Linked DNA regions of Gossypium hirsutum: all the other regions are linked to region 3. Evidence: chromatin contacts called from public Hi-C data. All regions are on one chromosome and are shown on one strand. The core of a region is the stretch at or near the end of the contact, and the rest is flanking DNA. Distances in the headings are between cores, read along the strand shown. Region 1 holds the start of LOC107961455. Region 2 holds the start of LOC107943246 (60S ribosomal protein L34). Region 3 holds the start of LOC107961687 (probable serine/threonine-protein kinase PIX7).

What was found. A called contact is a pair of places that touch in the nucleus more often than the background predicts.
Region 1: a contact with region 3 is called in a Hi-C map of leaf, with 4 times the contacts expected there. The contact joins the promoter of LOC107961455 here to the promoter of LOC107961687 in region 3. A contact is called at or near these places in 8 of 34 Hi-C or Micro-C datasets (callus, hypocotyl, leaf and 1 more).
Region 2: a contact with region 3 is called in a Hi-C map of leaf, with 2.3 times the contacts expected there. The contact joins the promoter of LOC107943246 here to the promoter of LOC107961687 in region 3. A contact is called at or near these places in 2 of 34 Hi-C or Micro-C datasets (callus and leaf).

The regions. Positions count from the first base shown.
Region 1 is chrA05:101,484,301-101,489,334 of Gossypium_hirsutum_v2.1, reverse strand. LOC107961455 reads left to right here and starts at 1,396. Exons shown (of 2, transcript XM_016897582.2): 1 at 1,396-1,835; 2 at 2,005-2,251. The coding sequence starts at 1,457. The coding sequence ends at 2,015.
Region 2 is chrA05:101,540,845-101,545,798 of Gossypium_hirsutum_v2.1, reverse strand. LOC107943246 (60S ribosomal protein L34) reads left to right here and starts at 1,812. Exons shown (of 5, transcript XR_005927379.1): 1 at 1,812-2,070; 2 at 2,155-2,234; 3 at 3,057-3,166; 4 at 3,272-3,453; 5 at 3,917-4,275. LOC107887768 (putative NAC domain-containing protein 94) reads right to left here. Exons shown (of 3, transcript XM_041114292.1): 3 at 4,561-4,954. The coding sequence ends at 4,645. It overlaps LOC121229594 (a long non-coding RNA gene), which reads left to right. Exons shown (of 2, transcript XR_005927380.1): 1 at 1-22; 2 at 286-549.
Region 3 is chrA05:101,338,309-101,342,711 of Gossypium_hirsutum_v2.1, reverse strand. LOC107961687 (probable serine/threonine-protein kinase PIX7) reads left to right here and starts at 3,070. Exons shown (of 6, transcript XM_016897764.2): 1 at 3,070-4,032. The coding sequence starts at 3,849.

The DNA.
Region 1 (5,034 bases), core at 147-2,646, 150 kb before region 3:
ATTAAAGCGAAAACTGTTCTTTTCCAGCTGCTGCTTAAAGGCATCTCTCTCCTTTCTTCTCTTTGTTGCGTCCTTAAGTCTTTACCATCTCCCTTTTCCCTTCTCATTGTTGGGACCATAGGCAGGCAGCAGTCCGACGGCTCTTCTCATTGTTGATCACTCCTTTCTCATTTGCTTCATTGTTTCATCTTTCCATTTTTCCATTTCTCCATTTCGGATATCTCTTCAACCTCTAGTCTATTAAATTTTAAATTAGGTGTAGGGTTTGGCCGTTGGCTTCTCCCATTAGGGAGATATTTTAGGAGTCAATGAGATTTGATCATTTTGGTTTTTTGAATCCACGGTGATTTGGTTTTTTGGTTCAACCCAACTTGTTTTGGTCTATGCCTAATTCAAAGGATTTGAGGTTTTGTTGATTTTTCAATGACAAGATTGTCAGTGCTGGATCAAATACTAAGTTTGTGAGATTGGATCTGATTGTGATGCCCTGTGATATAATTCGTAATTGTGATGTTAGTATTTCTTTCTTGAGTCAAATTTGTTCCTTGGTATAACTTGACTTTCAATCTAAGCATTTGTATCGTTTCTTTACTCTTTATGTCCAGTGTATTGAGATCTTTGTAACTCATTTTATTTATTTGTAATGATTTAATATTAATAAAATTTCCTCTTCCAATTTATATTTAATTGCTGTTTAGAATTTAATAGTTTAACATTTTTCTTATTATCAACAAGGCCTTAACTCAACAGGTAAAATTAAAATGTTGAGAATTTAATATTTTATGATTTTTTTATTTGTTACGTCTTTTAACATCTTTGAAAGCAAAGCAATGGTGAACATTCAACAAAAACCATAAAATTAGCTCAATATCTACATGAAAAATAATAAAAAGTATATGGTAATTTGGTGCCACATGTACAATCATGAACTTCTCCCACACGCATACATACCTTGCCACGTTTACTCCAATCAAATAATTTCAGTCTTTAATGCTCAATCATGCATGCAAAATACGATTTTTTGAAATAGACTAATCCTCCACTTATTTCCCTCCACCTCAATATTTTAAAACATTCCATTAAAACTTAAAAAATATTTATTTACCTTAAAGGGAAAAAAAATCTCGAGATGAAACTCTTATAACGTGGCAATAGTAAGCCACGTGGCGAATTGAATACCCTATGAAACTCCAAGCCTAATTAAACGGCACCGTTTCAGGACCCTTTTGACTAGTCCTTTTCATCACATGTCTTTTCGTACACCAAGTGATAGTTGCCTCTTGTCTCACTCTACTGCCAAGTGTCATTCCACAGGAAATTGCAGAACCCCACAAAAAAACTCACCGTTTTAATCTCTTCTTTCCCTCCTATAAATTCCCCCGCCACCCTAAAAAATCCCACGTTAAAGGAAAGAAGAACCAAAAAAAAAAAAATAATAATAAGAGATACCGACTTGATGGAGGCGAAGAAGGAGGTTCCGATTATGGAGGTGGAGAGTGGTGATTCGTCGACGGAGGAGGCGGAATCAGAGTCGCCGAGGTCTGTGGTGGTGCAGATGAAGAAGAAAGTGGAGAAAGTTCATAATCAGGTTTTAAGGATAAGAGAGGAAGAGTCGCATCTCGGCGAAGATTTCTTCGGCGGCGACGACGAGAATAATAAGAACGACTCCGTATATGGAGGAGGTGTTGGCGGTGGAGGCTTTGATGAAAGACGACGACGACGACGACGACGTGTCAACGTGGTTCTTGTTTCGAGACCGATCTTGCCTTGTTCGCCTCTCAGCGGCAAGAACAACGTTAAAAGGTCTTACACTGAACCTACCGAAATCAATCAAGGTTTGTTTTCTATTTTTCTTTTTTCTTAAAAACTTTATTTTTTCTCTTCTTTGTTTTCTCCTCAACCTGTTTGGATGCTAAGAAACGTTCGTTCTTTTTGAATTCTAATAATCAGATCCTCGCGAGAATGATTTTTGTTAATAATTGTATTAATTTGAAATTACGGCAGGGAGTTTTTAGAGAAGGATTAGCGAACCTTGCATTGAGGGAGACTTGCAGTGTTTAGCTTAATTAGTATGGGAAAGCTTGAAGATGAATTTAATGGAGTAGCGTTTAATTATGAAATCTTAATTAGTTAGGGTTTTAATTAGAAGGAGAAATCCTGTTTTTCATCTGTAGATCATGATGTACAAAACAGTTATCAAATGTACAATGGAATCATTCTACAGCTCAACGTAGTAAGTAATATTTTCTTTCTTTTTTTTCTTGTAAATAAAAATTCACTATTTTTCTCCTCCTTAATTATCCAAAAATAAGTTACAATTTTGAAAAAATCGGGATAAACTTTTATTCAAAATTACTCATCTCATATTAGTTGAGTACAGATAGTATGAATATTTTTAAAAATTATTTTAGAATAGTTATATATTTTTAATTATATTTATATGCGTCAATTTATTTGAAATTTGAAATGATTTATTATCTAACTAATATCCAAAATTTAAATTGGTTATGTAAACCCAAACCCAGCCCAATGCTCCGACAAGATGCGGCACATCACACTAATGGTGGAAGCAATCCACTTAATCAAATTTTCAATTACACACATTAAAATATAAAATTTAAACATAAAAATAATTAATAAACAATTTAATAAAATCATCCTTATAAAAATAAAAATAAAAATCATGTTTATAAAAAATAAAATAATTTTAAAAATAACCTAACAATTAATCGATTTAAAAATGATAAAAATGACAAAATAATCTGATGGAACTAATTATATGTCAAAGTTAAATTAAGTGAAAATTGTTTTTATGGAATAAAAATTTCTGGAGATTTCTTTTTGACGATATTACTCCATCACGAACTCATTAATTATTTATAACCTGCGTACGAAATTAAATTTCTTTTTGATAATATTGTTATTGTGCACAAAAGTAAAAACCCGAATGTTAAGTTATTCACAATTTAATGGTGATGTCCAAATTTTAACTTAATTTAAAAACACATTTTAAATACTTCCAGTAAGGTAAGCTTTACCAAATATTAAAATTCTTTTAAAAACATATTTTAAACACTTCAAGTCCATGAAAATGACGGTTGAATGATTTCTCAATTCCTATAATTACATAAAATATTTTTAATAGCAATTTGTAATTTTTCAATTTTCATAACGTATCAATATAAATAAAATTCATAATTTAAAATAATATAAATATGTTCAAACACATGAGTATCTTATAACAACAACAATATTTCAATATGAGTTACACGTGACTTAATTAATAATTAACTGAACACCAATACGTAAAGCGCAACAATAACAATACTCCTAGACGCACAAGGTAATAAACAATATGGGGATCCCTATACTCTACAACATATGTGTCGAAACTATTTTTTATTTTGAAAAATGGGGATCGAATTCAAGGCGCCCTTTGGTTTCAAGGCGCCCTTTGCGGGTTTTCACCTTGGCCTCTCATTTTTCTTTTCTTTTTCTTTTTTGTGTTTTTTTTAAACTATTAACTGTGACTGAATCTGAATTCATCGGGTTGGGCAGGTCCTTGCCATTCATTTCGGTCAATATCAATGCTCCTCCAGAACAGGCCTTCTTTACTACATAAGGTCCCTCTCAATTTGGCATATTTCTTCCTTTGAAATCCTTCCATATAGGAAGGATCTTTTACAATATCAAGTTCCCCTCATGGAATTCTCTAGGATAAACCTCTCTGTCATAAGCCTACATCGTCTAACTGTGACGGACATCCTTTAAATTCGACTGAACATATCGGGATTGGATTCATTCTGCCTCATCTCATTTTAATTCTGACAAGATTCGGAGAAAATGAATCTTGTTTTCAAAACCATTTTTATCCCAAAAACCAATGAGCCATGTGTTGCCCCAGCAAAGATCCTGGTTAACATTCAATAAGCATAGAGGATAAATGGTGACTTCTTTATGCCAATCCTTACAAGTCTCGGTCACCTTCCACAATCTCTTTTTGTTGTTTTTGTTTTTTTCTTTCCCTTTTTTGTTTCTTTCTTTTTGGCTGCCTTTGCTGTATTAGGATATGACGTCCAAACTTTGAGCAAACTGTAAAGTTTTGATATTGCGCAGTTGTATTAGACATGATCTTTTCTGACATTACTTGTCGACACTTTTTTTTGAAATTTGATGACTACCGACCTTGTAATATTGGCATATGAAGTGACCCTTACCCTTTTCATGAAGTCATCAACGACTACCAAGATAAATCGATGTATATTAGACGAGAATGGCCTGATAACATTCACGCCCTACATAAAGAAAGTCTGTTAAAAAATGAATGAGGTACATGAATCCTGTCTCAATAGTACCCAAACCTCATGATTAGTGTGGCTACCATGAAACCATTAACATATGTCCTTCTGACACCCGTATAGACATTTTTTGCATCTCCAGGTATATCTTGATATGATTATACGAAAACATCTTTGAATTCTTAGAATAACTCAATGACGATTTACTTTGTCTTTACGGTGACTCAGGCTCCGATCTTTGCCTCCTGCTCACAATGTCCATTGACTCTTCGTAAAGTAAGATCTATTTCTTATCTTATTCTACCATTCAGAACAAAATCAAGAGATAAGCTACAATCTCTGTCATCTTCAAGGTCTTGAGATCTACTTAAACACATATCTCACCCCAAAAGGGAGTCAGTTACAGCGTTGCTCCTGTCGTTGATATCTAGGGACCTATTATAGGTACAAAGGCATATTTCCAAAGAATAAATGATTCTAAGGATGATTATTTGTATGACATGATTATGAATGAAATGAGAGAATAAAAGAATATTTGCTCAGAATGAGACACGAAAGTGCATTTTTTATTGAAAATAAAGATGTTTGAACATGAGCCTATTTCAAAAAATTTTTTTGTTGCTTCTAGGCTTAAAACAACAAGTGTGTTTTGAACATTACTCTGTATTAGCTCTAAAAACTACCAGAATTACTTCTGCAGTCCAGTTGTTCATAACATTTCAAAGCTCATAAGGGA
Region 2 (4,954 bases), core at 563-3,062, 200 kb before region 3:
ATGCGGCCACAGGGTAACTCTGGTGAGCCCTCTCCCTTCTCTTTTTTAATTTCGTATTTATAAAAAAAAAACTTAAGTTTAAATAATACGAAAATCACCTTAAAAGTTTAGATCTTTTGTTTTTCTATTCCAAAATTTTGGGAAAAAAACCCAGAAGAAAATACAAGTATGTTGATATGGCTTTTATAGCCAAATTACAAGATTTTTTATTTTTATTTTTTGTTTCTTTGTTATTTGTTTTCTCTGTTTGTCCTTTCTGCTTGCGTTTAGACATTCGTTTTGCAGGTGGTGTCAGACGCGTGAAGGAGGCGTGGTGGCGTGCGGCGACTGCACCTTGGGGACTAGGGTTTTGCTTGCTGTTTGGGCTTTAGGGCTTTATTCTTTGGGTCATTTGGATTTGGTTTTAATTTGGGCCATGTATTGGACTTTATTATTGTTTTATTAAAGTTTTTATTTTTTGTTGGCCATGCCAAAAATTAGCCTATTACAAAATAATTAATTGTTTCAAAAGATGACCAAGAAATATAAATTATTAAATATTTTAAAATATTAAATGGTAATATGATATAAATATTACACATGATAGTTTCATATGTGTTGAATATATTGTATTAATTACCGGTGAAATTTTATTACGTGCAATCAAGTTTGTTTTCTAATTATTTAGACATATTCCAAAATATTATATTAATTAATTATTTTATAATTTTTGTGATATGTATTTAACAAATTTTATATTCGTTGAATACATTATATTAGTATTTTTATTATGTTTAAATTACCACAAAGTGATTAAATTTAATAGTAACAACTGTAGTCACTACTGTCAGCTGTTGATATATTGGTTTTGACTAAAAAAAATTATAAGTTGAATAAAATAAAAATTGGATAACAAATAATAATATATCTACTATTCCCAACTTTTATAAGTTTTCATTTTAGGCATTGAAAAAACTTGCAAAACAACACTGTTGCTAATAATTATTTTCATTTTATTTACTATTATCAATTTGGAGTTAGACAATGTTATTATATATCCATTTTAATTACCACTTTAATATTTTGGTTATTTATTTTATTTATAGATATGTGTATTCATTTTCTTTCATTGAGAATTCTTTTTCCATATTTTTTATTTTAGTAAGGTTTTAAAGAGGCACATTATATCTACTAATGAACATTTAAGGAGAAGTGTTATGAATATTTTATTATTAAGTGGATGTTCATCAAGATCAAAATAAAATTTGAAATATTTTTGGACTTTAATAGCCATTATCAATAGAGTTTTATATCATGTATACTTCTTATGTTTACAAATAAAGATTTTGGAGAAGTATCGTAAATCATCTCTATTCATCAATAAAATTTATACTCTCTTTTTGCTCCCTTATTTATTGTTCTCTTACTTTCTTTGTTATTTATTTCATAACATTTTTATTGTTTTCTAATTTTCACATATTTTTATTTTTCAAAAATCATTTTAACATTTTTAATCAAAACACGTTTTCTTTGACTTATATTTACTAAAATAACCGGAATCTTAGTTTTTCTCAATACATGAAATTATCTAAGTTTCTAACAAATTAAAGAAAATAAAAAAAAATAAAATGAGTGGCAAAAATAGAATTTATTAAAGTTACTTGACTACTAAAATGAATCTACAATAATATTGCTTTATCCCAAATTCATGGAGGATGACCAAAATGAAAACGGTTATGTCTTGTTGCAAATATTTTTTTGTGTCCAAAATGAAAAGTTTTTAAAATTAAGTGACCAACTATACAATTTACTAACAATTCTGCATAATCTTAACCGTTGATAGAAAAACCTTAAAACATAATCGTACGATCTAGGGCTTCCTTCCTAAAGGATCCCTACTTATACATTGTCTTCTCTGGTACAAAACCCTTTGGTCTCCACTTTGTCTCTCTTAAGTCTTACCATAAAACAGAGCAGAGAAGGTAAAACCCAAAGTTTGAAAACCATCAAAAATGGTTCAAAGGCTCACTTACCGTACTCGCCATAGCTACGCTACCAAATCCAATCAACACCGTGTCGTTAAGACCCCTGGTAAGTCTGCAAGTTTAGAGATTGGTGCCGCATTTTTATGGTCTAATTTTTAATTGAAATTTATGTTGTTTTTTCCTTTTAAAGGTGGGAAATTGGTCTATCAGACAACTAAGAAAAGAGCAAGTGGGCCTAAGTGTCCTGTCACTGGCAAGAGAATTCAGGGTGTAAGTACTTCCTTTTCCTTTTGAATTTAAATTCAGATTTTTTTTGGGTTGAAATTTTGAGTTTATTGTTATTTTGATCCATGAGTATGATATTTAGGTATACTTTTGCTTACACAAAAATAGTACTTTCTCTTACACAAAAATAGTACTTTCTCTTTGTTTATATTCATGTTGCTGCTGTTGTTTGCCTAATGGATTTTAGGTTCCGAATTAAGCATAAATAAAAAATAAAAAATAAAAAATATTGGGATGGTTTTATATAATTGCTTAAGATCTAATGGAGTTAGTGATGCTGATGGTATGTATAGTTTGTCAAATGTAATGTACAGAGTTTAAACGTTTCAAATCCTAAAATAAGGAAATGTATTAATCAAATCATTTCGGAACTGGCAAGAACTTTGGATTGTTGGAAATTTAATGTGTTGTTGGTCGAGTGTGCTTTTCGTGCTTGTGGATGTAATGAAAGCTATAGCAGTATATCGCTGTAAATGTTTGCTTTAACATCATATCTTGATTGATATTGAAATCCCCAGATTGCATAATCATATATGATGGGATGGAACCCATTTTATCATACTTATATAAGATACTTCATCATAAGGATGTTTTCTGTATATGAGGGAACCCACTAGAGCATTTCACTTTGTATCCGTTTATTACGGTACTTCATCTGTATATTAAGTTGAAATGTAAAACCTTGTTGACCAAAATAGCATCGTGGGGTTGTTTCTTTAGATTCAATCAACTAGGGTCGTACTAAAGATTTAGGTTGTGAGGTTTTTGAGGGTGGTCTTATGGGTTACTTACATGGGTTCATTGCAGATTCCTCACTTGAGACCTGCTGAATACAAAAGGTCTAGATTGCCAAGGAACCGCCGGACTGTGAATCGTGCTTATGGTGGTGTTTTGTCCTGCAGTGCTGTTAGAGAGAGGTATAAATAGAAAGTAGTGCATTATTTATTTGCTGTTATATGATCATGGATGCTAGTTCTGGTGTTTGACGGTTCTCATTGATTCAAATCCGATTGTTTTCGAAGGATAATTCGAGCCTTCTTGGTGGAAGAGCAGAAAATTGTAAAGAAGGTTCTGAAGATCCAGAAGTCCAAGGAAAAGCAAGCTTCAAAGAGCTAAGAAATTAGATGTCGAATCATCATTTCAATTCTGATATGTGATCAGCAAGGCTTTGGAAAGTGCCACCAATGACTTCAGAAGATTAGAGGTTCTCTTTTTCTATTGGCAAATGGACTTCAATGTTTACAATGTTTTGATTAACGACAAATTTAGTCATTTTGGATTACGTTTTGATCATCGAATTTAAAAAAAATTATGGTATGATCGTTAATGTTATTAATTTGTTGTATTTTGATGATTGAGTCATTAATTGTCATTTACACATGACATGTTATATCATCATTTTAGACTTAATTTAATTAAGGTTAAATTGCATTAGTCCTACATTTCCTATTTACGAATTTCGTTCTTTAAACAAATTGAGACGCAAAGGAGATGAATAAGAAGAAAATTTTTATTTTTTATTTTACCAACATCAAGCGAACTAGATGATTAGTTATTGGTTAAAAAGGAAAATTAAAATTACTTCAATTTTCTTCTATTTCATCCATAAATCCATTTTCAGCTTCTTTGAACATCTACTTCATCTTCACTACTTATTTGCTTGGCAGCTGGACGGTATAGACGACCCACATTCTCTTCCACCTTAATCAATTGTCTCTCAGACACCTCATGCAACCCTTCCAATCTAATCAGTCTTCTATATCTGTCTCTGTGAGGAAGAGTGAGTTTCTTAAATTTGGGTTATCTTGGAACAGGTGGCAAACACTATTGGTGGGTCTCGTCAAGACTGTAGGGAGCATAGGAGAGAGTGAGTTTGGATGATAGTGGCAAGGATGAATCGGGAATGGGAAGCAAAGTCATGGTGGATGTAATTGTAACAATCTTGCTGGAAGCAGATGAAAGAGAAAATGTGTGACCAAACTCTTTGTATAATTTTAATATGAATTATAAGACCAAATTAAGTTTATTTGCTTTGCGTTCCCAAATATTTTGTTAAGAAATTTTTTTTTTCAAGAACTCAAAAAACAAGTATAGTATTTAGTTATGCAATTCAACTTAATATTATCATGTTATATCAGCTTGCGTTAACGATGAAGTAATTAAAATGTAACAAATTGATAATATTAATGACCATATCATAAATTTTAAAAATTTATGATCAAAATACAACTTAAAACAACAAATTAAGTAATTGATTCTATAATAATAAATAAATTCGCTACTTTTATAATGATAATATCTACTTTTATAATGATAATATAAGTATGTATATTTCAAAAATTTCTATATGTTGAGAAGAAAAGGAAGTGAAGAGTAAAATAACAAGCAAGTATATTTATGTAAAGTATTTGTCGGTTGAATATGTAGTGGACATCTCAGTTGGATATAGAGATGTATCCCATGGTAGATTAGGCTTCCATGAATCAAGCACATTTGGCGACAAGCTAAATGGAAATCCCATTAATGGAATACTCCCCCAATCCCCATCATCATTCCTCGTGCCTTCCATATCTTGGGGCAACCTGATTGAGAAGCCATTAAAAATCTGTTGTTTCCCCTTGAAATCTATACTCTTGGAGTTGTTCCTAACATCATCAGCGATCATTGTTGCATCTGGGCTCAATACCACGGAAGGAGTATCGACC
Region 3 (4,403 bases), core at 1,821-4,320:
AAACGTTCAATATGGTTTATATGGCATGTATAGGCTTTTGTACGGTCTTGGTCAAAGTTTGGCTTATGTAAATATTACGAATATTATTTTGTTTATATAACCAACGTATATATTGGTATAAGAATAAGGTATACTGAGATGTTAGTATGAGTGATATATGTATGTACGTATTTGAATGGTAGTGAACTGTGGTAACTTTGTTAGGTAAATTAATTAGGTAAGTTTGGATATTTGGTTGACATTTTTTTAAGTTTTCATTTGAGGTGCCTAAGGGCATATTGGTTGTATATGGTGATAATACATGTTTAAGACTTGATTTTAGCTTGTTTTGAATGCCTTGTTATGGCTTGTTGATGTGCAATATGTTGAGTCTAGATTGGTGTCAAATTGGATGAGAAATGTGGCTTGGAAAATGGTCTATTTTCATCCACTAGGACAAAGACACGGGCGTGTGTCTTAGCTGTGTATGACACACGGCTGTCTGTCCCCTGTATCTTCTTAAAAATGCAAATCAGTATGCTCATATGGCCTAGCACACGGGCGTGTGACTTGGCCGTGTGACCCAAGTCAGAGAGTTATACGAGCACAGACACAGGCTGAGACATGACCGTGTGACCCCTATAGTTTTGAAAACTTTTCTACTTTTTCAGAAAAATTCTCTAAGTTTCCGATTTACTCCCGACTTGTTTCTAATGCATATTTCGAGCCTTGAGGGCTCGTATAAGGGACAATATATATGATTTTGATTGGTTTTATTATGAATATTAATATGTAATGAAACGTTTGAAATTTCTGTCTGATTGATCCGAAAACCCCAAGTAATGTTCTATAACCCTGTTCCGGTGACAGATACGGGTTAGGGGTGTTACATATAGTAGTAAAACTTATTTAATATGTTGCCTACATAGTTTGCAGGATGAAGATTCCCCTTGCTAAAAAGCATTAAATCATCGACAAAAAAAAGATGAGATAAAACCGAAACCCTTCTTGAAAGCCTATTTGGCTCCCACTCCTTGTTGTCACTAAGTGTTCAATCAAATAACTCAACCATTCCAATCCCATAACAAATAAACAGTACAAAGAAAAAAAGGATCTCATTGTTAGATGTCCCTAGTCGAGTTAAACATCTCCCTCAGCACGCCATTCCACAAAACCTACATGGATAAGGACGATACAAAATGTAATTAATAACATATACTAGTTGTTTGTATATTTAAAAATTAACTTTAACATTAAATAAATATTAAATATAGTTAATAAGTAATAAAACTATTACAAACTTTCCCCTCATATTTCTTTTCAAGTGTATAACAAAGAATTATTAAATGTAAATAATAAAAGAATTATTAAATGTGTTAATCTAAGATTTCTTTTTTAAAAATTTGGATGTGGGATAAGTTAGTTTGTGGGTTTCTTTCAAAGTTAAGAATACATTTACCAACTTTGGAATTAATTTAATAAATTCGTTAATTAGATATTATATATGCCTGCTTTGAGTCTAATTGTAGAAAATTCCAAAATCTCCCATCAGATTATTGTAATTGTAATTGTAATTTTCCCCCATCATATTCTCAATATGGAAATGTAGTTTGCTAAGTTAAAAATTTTATATTGTACTGAATTAATCATAAATATTAAATTTTAAAAATTATTTAATTTACAATTTTAACCTTGTTTATATTACCACATATATATTTATGAATCTATATTTATATTCTCAATTAAATTAGTATTATCTATAATTAAATTTCAATTTAATTAAAAAACTATAAAAAATGATTCTTTTTACAATGTAAATTATATTATTACGAGAGTGTTTTTATAATTTTACACATCAATAAAAATTTATCAATGATAAGATTTTATGCATATCAAATCTTCGCCTTTTCAACTAAAACATCTAGAGGCGAATCTAGGGGGAGCCGTGGGCCGACCCCCCTAAAATGGAAGATTACTATTTAGACCATTTAAAAATTTTTAAAATTTTATATTAGTAAAGGTAAAATTACACTTTGTCCCCCTAAAATTATAAAAATTTAATTTAGTCCTTTAAAAATTATAAAAATATGGGCTATTAAAAATTAAAATTTCAATTCGGCCCCCCTAAAACTTTTTTTTAGCTTCACCCCTGAAAACATTATTTGATTTTAAATAAATTTTAATACATATGTTTATTACATAAATTTTTTCACCCGCACTGTAAAAATACATAAATCTAATTACTTAAAAAACTGCACAGTAAATTGGTCAAATATCAAATTAATTTTAAAAAAAAGTTAAAATAAATCTTATTATAACAATATTTATGTTTTTAAATAATTTTATGATTTATTTTAAAATTAAATAATTGAAATTACAACAGAGTGGTTAAGTTGAGAGATAAAAAATTTTTACTTTTCTTCCCCACGATACAGGTGTTACATAATCTAGTACATATTAAAACATATCTTTTGCACACTCCCCATAATGTAAGTGAAAAATAAATTTTATATAAAAAAATTCATAAAATAATATGAGGTTTTAATTGAAATAATAAAAGATTAATCCTTGGAAAGTTAAATGTCCTATTTTGAATTTTTTATCAAAAAGAGGTCCTATTTTAGATTTAAATTTTTTAGTGAATTATAGTAAAAAAAAAATCTAAACAACCAACGTAATTAGAATGACTCAAACCCAGACAACATCTATTTTAAAATTTGGTTTTTTAATAATTTCTTTAATTGGTTTTTTATATAACAACACAAAATATTAAAAATGGAGTCTAATTTTTAATTGATTAAAGACAGAAATAGTGGTTGTAGCTTGGTCTAAATCCACAAACAACAAAGTAATTGTAACGTTTTATTACTGTTAAAGAAAATATATAAAAAAATTTAAAAAAAGAATCAAGTCATAATTACAGTCTAATATGAGTTTTTATTCTCTGGGGTATGCTTAATTAATTTGGGCTTTATATATACAAACAAAAAAGGTCATAAATAATATATTTATTTTTCTCATTCAGTATTTACAACAACAAGACAAAACAAAACAAAAAAGCAAACGTTAGTAGCCTGTAGGCCTTGGAACAGGATAACTCAAATCCAACCAAACTGTTCCTTTTTTTTTTCTTTTTTTCTTTTGTTAATTTAAACTTAGTTTTCTCAAAAATTACAAAAACACACACAAACTCTCACTCCTTTTCACGCGAAAATACCGCTCTTTTCTCTTTTCCCCACCTTTTTTTTTTGTGTGTGTGTGTTTGTGTTCTTCTCTTTCATTTTTAGCTTTCAAAGTTTTTTTCATTTCTCAAATGCTGCTGCATTCCTTTCCCTTCTTTGAAAAAAAATGGAGAATTTGAACTCTTTGTTTTGTGTCTAAGTGTGTTTTTTGGAGTTGTTTGTTACTCTTTCAAGTAAATTTGAGTTGAATGTTTTGTGTTGGGTGTCAAGGCTAAACTGAAGAGTCTGGGGTTGGTTTTTTTTTTTTGGTTTTTTGGTGGGTTTTCTTCTCTTGGGTTTTTATTTTTGTTTTGGATTTTCTCATTCTTCTTAATATTAGCTATGGATTACTGTTTTGAGTTGATTTCTTGCGTTGCATGTTCTTTTCTTTCAATGCCGTTTAATTTTAGACCTATTTTCTAATCTGGGTTTATGTCATTTTGTGTTGTTTAGTTTTCTTAGAATCAAGTTGTTTTTTTTTCAGTTTAAAACAAAAGGGTATCTGTTTTCATGGGAATTCCATCCTTTCTCTTGCTTGGTAAATTTTGATTATTAATTTTGTTTTAAAAAACTGATCTTTTTGGGTGTTTTATGGTGACATGAAGTGTTATTTAGACAAGGGAATTTAGTGTGAAGATTACTTGCAAAATGGGATTAGTTCCAGGTGATATCCAGGTGGGGCCTTGGAATGTTGAAAAATCCAAAGGGAAAAAGAAGAAAGATAGTGAAGATGGTGAGCCTGGATGTTGGTTTAAGTTTAGGTTTATGGGAAACTGCTTGTCTCCAAGAACCAAAATGGAGGGTTCCACTAGTGGAACCAGCACTCCATATGGTATATAAATTTAATTTGTTTATTGGTTCTCTTTCACTGCTTTTGTAGTTTCTTTGTTCATGTTGATTGAATATAATTTGAAAAAGGGGGCATTCTAATGATGAATTGAAATCTATTGATTGATTATATAATTAGCACTCAATATGGTGTATAAATTAAAATTTCTTCTTGGTTTTCTTTCACTGTTTTTTGTAGTTTCTTTGTTCATGTTCATTGATTATATTCCTTGTTAGATATTGATTGATTATTTGAAAATGGGGTATTCCAATGCTGAAGTGAAATCTATTGATTGATTATATAATCTCTGCTTAATGGTAATTGGCTTTGCTTAGTCTTATCCGATTGCTTATTTTCTTCCATCGTATTGGCGT